Regions from separate parts of the Mus musculus genome. Here region 2 is linked to region 1. A link is a contact called in public HiChIP or PLAC-seq data. All regions are on one chromosome and are shown on one strand. Each heading gives the region's core, a stretch centred on a gene start, on an enhancer-like site or on the middle of the called end of the contact. The rest is flanking DNA. Distances are from core to core; before and after follow the strand shown.

Region 1 (2,961 bases), core at 133-2,632:
ATTTTGCATTCTGGGGGTTGAACCCTGAGCCTTGTGCATGCTAAGCACACACAATGCCACCAAACCTGTATTAGTTATTGTTATACTGCTGTGACGAGGAACCCTGACCAAGGCAACTTATAAAAGAAAGCGTTTAATTGAGGGCTTGCTTACAGTTTCAGAGGGTGAATTCATGACTGTCATGGCAGAGAGCTTGACACCAGGCATAGCCCTAGAGAAGTAGTCGAGAGCTTACACACTGAAATAACAAGTGTAAGGCAGAGAGACAGACAGACAGATGGACAGACACAGAGAACATGCAAGCTAGCTAGAAATGGCATGAGCTTTTGAAACCTCCAAGCCCATCCCCAGAAACACACCTCCTTCCACAAGACCACACCTCCTATTCACTCCCAAACAGTTCCACCACCTGGAGACCAAGCATAGAAGACTATGGGGTCCCTTTGTATTCAAAGGTTTACACCTCCTCTAGCAAATATACTTTAGTTTTTACAAGTGAAGAAAAAAAGTCCAAACATATTTGTGTGGTGTGTGAGTGCGTGTGCATGTGTATGTGTGATTCTGGGATCATGTCTTGGTCTAAGTTACACACTATTGTGTAAAAGAGTAGGTTTTCAAACTGAGCTTTGCTCCGAGAGACTCCATTTACAAGCGGCCTTTGACTCCTTTTCAAAGATGGAGGATGGCCGTGCCATTGGGTAGATGCGTGCACTGCCCCATTTGCCCCACACCATCCATGCACAATAGACTGATAATTTATCTCTGAGAGTAGGAAGTATGCTACCCTATAAGTTTATTGGGGTAAATTATGATTGGCATTTGGCCATATTGTAAACATATAGGGAAATCAGGCCAAAGACTGTGTCAGACACACCAGACCAAGGAAAATATATAACTACCTCACCTGAACCCTCAAAGATGTGATGGGAATCCCCTAGTTCTGTGATGGGAACCACATCCACCAAGCTGTTATCTTCAGGGACTAGGAATTAAACAGATTCCTTGAGAGGCAGATAGACAGGGAGAGGGGCCATCACTAATAAAGATGGTGAACTTCCAAGAGCACTCGCTTCCTCCATTCCTTCTAGATCTGAGGCAAAAACTTAAAACACAGGTCTTTGTAGACGTCTTCTCCTGCCAATAGGTCCCGACCCCTCAAGCTCATAGTGAGGTCAAGACACAGTTACACAACAGTTGTGAGAGTGACCCTTGAAAGACTAAAAACTCCCAGCCTTCAGGGATAGGTGGGTTTTCTGTGTGCCTGCTGTATGGGTGTGTTCTTGCCCCTAATAAAAGCCTTTCTTTAACTGCTAGTTCTGGCTGCTTGCTCTCTAGCACACCCCAGGCTGATGCTGATGCACCCTTGGCCATTCAAGCCTTGGGTGGCTTTCACTTTCTGTTCTGCCAAGATGTAAACAGGAAAGTTTTGTTCTCCTCTTTCCAGTGTGAAGAATCCTGGAAATAGAGCGATAGAAAGCTTTACTTACAACAAGTTGGCAGAGGTCTAAGAGTGGGGGGTTTTGTCTGTTAAAAAGCCATCTTCCTTAGAGGTTGTGGCCCAGGGCTTTTATAGGGATTTTTGTGGGGAGCAGGGGAGGTGAGGAGGCAAGTCAGATGGAGGTCACCCGTGCAGCTGCCAGAAGCTGGTGTCATGCTTCCCTATGCTAATCCTGGTTCCTACAGATCTCAAGGTATTCCCAGTTCCATGAAGCTAAAGAAAGGTTACAAGTGGGAAAGTCTGATGAGTGTACTTTTAGTTTCTATTCCCAGAAACAGTCAGGTCTACAGTTAGTCATTAAGATTAAACGAACAGGAAGACTGAAAACCAATAAAACCCCGGAGGCAGGCCCAAGGCAACTGGATCTGAGAGTATTTACAGCGATTCACACAATAGATTTTCCCAGCGTTGGAGGGTGGGTCTTGCTGTATATCTCAGGCTAATGTCAAGCTTGCTATGAAGCTAAAAATCTCCTGCCTGGAATCTCAAGCTTGTGCCACCATATGCTGTCTAGAACAGTTTTAACCCATTAGATGTGCTTCAGTCTAAGGCTCCATCTACAGCAAAGCTAGAGGAGACTGATGGTAAACCCTCCAGCCATGTGATCCCCCCAAATTAATGATTTGAGAGAAAAAAAGTACATTTAGTTTTTATTGATGTGTATGTGTGAGTCAGGATGAGAATATATATATATTCTCATACATATATATACACATTTAGATGTACATATATGTATATATACAAATATACAAATATATATATATATATATATATATATATATATATATATATATATATATAGTGTGTGTGTGTGTGTGTGTGTGTGTGTGTGTGTGTGTGTGTGTGTGTGTGTATGTGTGTACCAGATGTATGCCGAAGCCAACAAAAGCCAGAAAAGGGCATTGGACCTTCAGGAACTAGAGTTCTGTTGGGCCATTTATTCAGCCCTTCAAATTAGTAATATTCATTTATTTGTTTGTTTGCTTGCTTGCTTATTTGTTTTTTTCAAGACAGGGTTTCTCTGTATAGCCCTGACTGTCCTGAAACTCCTTTTGTAGACTAGGCTGGCCTGGAACTTAGAGATCCACCTGTCTCTGCCTCCTGAATCCTGGAACCAAAGGTGTGTGCCACCAGGTCTGGCAAATTAATGTTTTTTGTTTTATTTTGGTTTAAAGATTTATTTATTTATTTCATGTATGTGAGTACACTGTCGTTGTCTTCAGACACACCAGAAGAGGGCATCGGATCCCATTACAGATGGTTGTGAGCCACCATGTGGTTGCTGAGAATTGAACTCGGGACCTCTGGAAGAGCAGTCAGGGCTCTTAACTGCTGAGCCATCTCTCTAGGCCCCAAATTAGTGATTTTAAAAGTCAACTAAAAGTGGATTTAGGCTCTTTCTGCCATTTTGGCGCCTGTGGAGGCCTGCTGGGAACAGGACTTCTAACAGCAAGTCTGTCTGG
Region 2 (3,298 bases), core at 165-2,664, 1.0 Mb after region 1:
ATCATGCTCTTATACAAAGTTGCCACTTGGGAAAAGCTGACCCAGTATCACAGGGTAGAAGAGGATTAATGGGAACCTGTTCTCTTTGGCTTCAACGCTCACTGTATGTCAGCACTGTTCTGCTCAGGGATGAACATGGGGTGTTTGTGAGGGGGAAGTGGGTTTCCTTGGTGTCATCGCTGAAGTTCTATGGTTCTGTGCATTGCTGTGTGGTGAGGTACAATGTCTAGCCCTAATTTAAGGCTACCCCTTTCTACATATTCCTCAACTATAAATAGCCTTATTAGAACAAATAAAGTGCTCCAAGTCTAGAATCAATCCCCTGGGAAGTGACTTTAGATGCTTTCTGTTGGTACAGAATGTTCCCTTCTGTCTAGTTTCACCAACCTGGGACCCTTGTGGGTTCATTCTCTGTAAGCCAGGCAAGTCAGAGTCCACAGATGACTGGGATAAGGAGAGCCAGGCTCAGATGCAAAAGCAAGTTCTTAGTAGGATTATTTTTCAACCAGAGATCCTTGGAACTTTATTTTCATTATCTTTATTGCCTGTCAGTGCTCCAGGCTGCCAGAGGAGCCATGCTTGGGACGGGGGTGGGTGAGGAATGGAGGGTGGAAGCAGGGAGGTGGTTATTTGAAAGGCAGCCAGTAAAAGCATAGCAAAGTTCTCAGTGGCCTTCACATCAGAAAGGGTCTATTTCATTGGCTCAACAAGTCACCTGAGCATGTCTTGACTTGAAGCTAGAAGGGGAGGGCTGCAGATGTTGACAGTGTAGAGTATGTCAGAGTTCAATTCACCAGCTTAGAGAAGGCCAGTAGTCAGAACTCTGTAAGTGAGCTCAGACTCCACACAGCCTCCCATCAAGCTAGGGAGTTTTCTCCCTCCACGTTCTGCCTTCTCCCTTCCTCGTGAGTTATGTGTGAGTCTCAGGTACTGCAGAAAGCAAGGAGGAGAAATTGTTTTTAAGACTTCCCTTCAAAATTAACATACAGATCATTTTTCCACTAAGCCTTTTTTTTTTTTTTTTGATTGCTGCAGACTACACACACACACATTTTTCCTTCCTCAGACCAGGCTTCTACAACAATGTTGTAGCCCAGGGTACCCCTAAGTGCTGGGATCACAGAAGTTCACTACCACACCTGCCTTGTTCTGAATTCTTTTACTTAGATGCAACTGTCCTTCGTAGGACACAGAGCAGTCCTGCAGCATTCTTATTGTGTCTTAACTGATAAGGGATGTGTCTCCACGGTCATTTTTATAACTTTCCCGTGACCTGAAAAACTTTGCAAAATACTAGACACAGAAACACTTAACCCTTCTAAGTACTCAAAGTATAAGGAACTGACTCAAACTTCAGGAAGTAGCTGTGAGGACAGTGTGGCAGGAAATGACAGAAAACCTGAAAACGGAACTGGAGCAGCTGCTCTGTTACTTACCCTGAAGTGGCAGCCGCTGGAGGGGGCGCCTGGTGTAGATGTGAAAAGCCGTAACCAGGAACCAGTAAAGGTGGGTGCTCTGAGCTGGGGGTTTTGTGAGGGGTTGGGAGCACAGGGAAGTATGGAAAAGAAGTCTACATAGCACTTAGTCCTTGTTAAGGGAGGTCTTTACTAATAGATGCTGAACTCTTGATGGCCCTAAGGACTGTGTGCAGTGGTTGACAATGAACATCTGAGGATGGGAACAAGGAAATGGCCTGCACTCGGGGAGCATGATTGAGCACATATCTAGGACCCTGGGCCCTAGTATGCCCTTGATGATCTACACAGCCCATTCTAAAGGGTGGCTGCCCCAGTGTGCTAACCTGAAGGCGACCCACGGAAGATGAGGACAAAGTGTGCCTTTGTATGGCCTCACAGGGACACAAATGCCCATGGGAAATGTAAGGGGACAGGATTTAACCACCAATGAACACTGGTGCTGAGCCAAGTGCTTTTAGGAGTCAAATGCAAACATGACTTCAGCTGGTGTAACTTTGTATGTCTGTGGGGATCCCAGAGTGTTACAGAGGGAGCTTTGGATCTACTGTGTTAACCCCTTAATTATTTAACATTGGGAAACAATATCACAACAATCAGTGACTTGCCCAAGGAAGTTAATATTGATGGATGGCTTAGTCTAGTCTCTGACTAAGTAGTATAGACTCTGTGTCATGTGACAGACAGGGGTCTCACAGGGGCTGTCATATTACTGCAGTGTCCATGGATCTCTCACCTATGGATGCCATAAGTCAGTCCTGTCATCAGGTATTGGATATGCCCAGCATTCATTGCCTGTCTCCAGCCTCCTACTTTAAGTTAGCAGCTTTCCTGATTAGTAATCGACAGTACAAGAATAGTAAGTTATTTTGCTCTTAAACATGAGCATGAGGGGCTGATGGGAGAGATGAACTGAGACCTGGAGAATCAGGCAAGATGAGACCATCGGACCTCACTGCTTCCTCATTGCTCATAAATGTATTTGACTTCTCCTTTCCAGTTTCCTTCTGTGGTAGAGTAGCCTGAGAGCCAGGACATGTCAAAGTGAGGCCTTAAGCTGTGGGTCATAGGTTCTCTTTATGTGTCTTACCCCCTGTTAGTAGCTAATACCAACTGGGGGAGGCACAGATGTTCTTAATAGCTCACAGTGACTCTGGCCACGGTAACTCACCACTCCTTCCCACATCTTTATTTAACCTATCTTCCTCAGATGTCTTCGGGGCTAATCTTCTAGAGGTTATTATAAAATGTGGGCAATGATGGAGGCTTCCAGATGGGGATAGAAAGTGGAGACTTGGGGCCTAGATAAGCAGAGCCTTGGGGATGAGTGGGTAAAGGTGTCTCCTTTGGGAGAGCAATGAGTACCAGGAAGCTCTTCGGTGGTGGTGGCACCCGACAAAGAAGGATAGGCAGAGTCTTTGAGCCAGGAAGTCCCAAAAAGCTACCAGACCAGATGGGTGTTGTCCCTTGTTACCTCTCCTCAAAAACCCACAGTGTGACCGGACAGTTCTTCCTCACACCCTTCTGGCAAGGCTCAATAAAACACAAGTGTCCAGTGGGACAATGATTGACACCCAATCAAACTAGCATTCTCCCAAGACTTTTGTAATGTTTACTTAGTTGTTAATTCTCACATAGTGTTTCAAAAAGAGGGAGTGCTACATTTTACATGTAAATGCTTATGTCTTTAGATATAGTTGAACATTTACATAATAAAAATAAAGCCATGGTATTTTCTTCTTTCAGCTAGTGTGAGTAGTTCAACTAGTCTGTCCCACTGGTGACCTACAGCTGTGCTGTGAGTGACCAGTCAGTCCTACAGT

What was found. HiChIP or PLAC-seq counts read pairs in DNA pulled down with a chosen protein or histone mark.
Region 2: a contact with region 1 is called in an H3K27ac HiChIP or PLAC-seq map of double positive thymocytes, with 3 times the contacts expected there. The contact joins the promoter of Hcls1 here to the enhancer-like site in region 1. A contact is called at or near these places in 2 of 39 promoter capture datasets (the C10 cell line and hippocampal neurons), 3 of 115 datasets of contacts at active chromatin or transcription factors (bone marrow-derived dendritic cells, double positive thymocytes and large pre-B cells) and 2 of 9 other capture datasets (adipose tissue and liver).

The regions. Positions count from the first base shown.
Region 1 is chr16:35,917,514-35,920,474 of GRCm38.p6, forward strand. It overlaps the pseudogene Gm10237. Among named protein-coding and RNA genes, the nearest start is that of Parp9, 19 kb to the right of the region's middle. Within about 2 kb of position 1,383, at least 126 of the 459 cell types and tissues checked have an H3K27ac peak or open chromatin away from gene starts, as enhancers often do. A contact at or near this core is called in adipose tissue, bone marrow-derived dendritic cells, double positive thymocytes and 1 more, where this site is marked.
Region 2 is chr16:36,933,569-36,936,866 of GRCm38.p6, forward strand. Hcls1 (hematopoietic cell specific Lyn substrate 1) reads left to right here and starts at 1,415. Exons shown (of 14, transcript NM_008225.2): 1 at 1,415-1,506.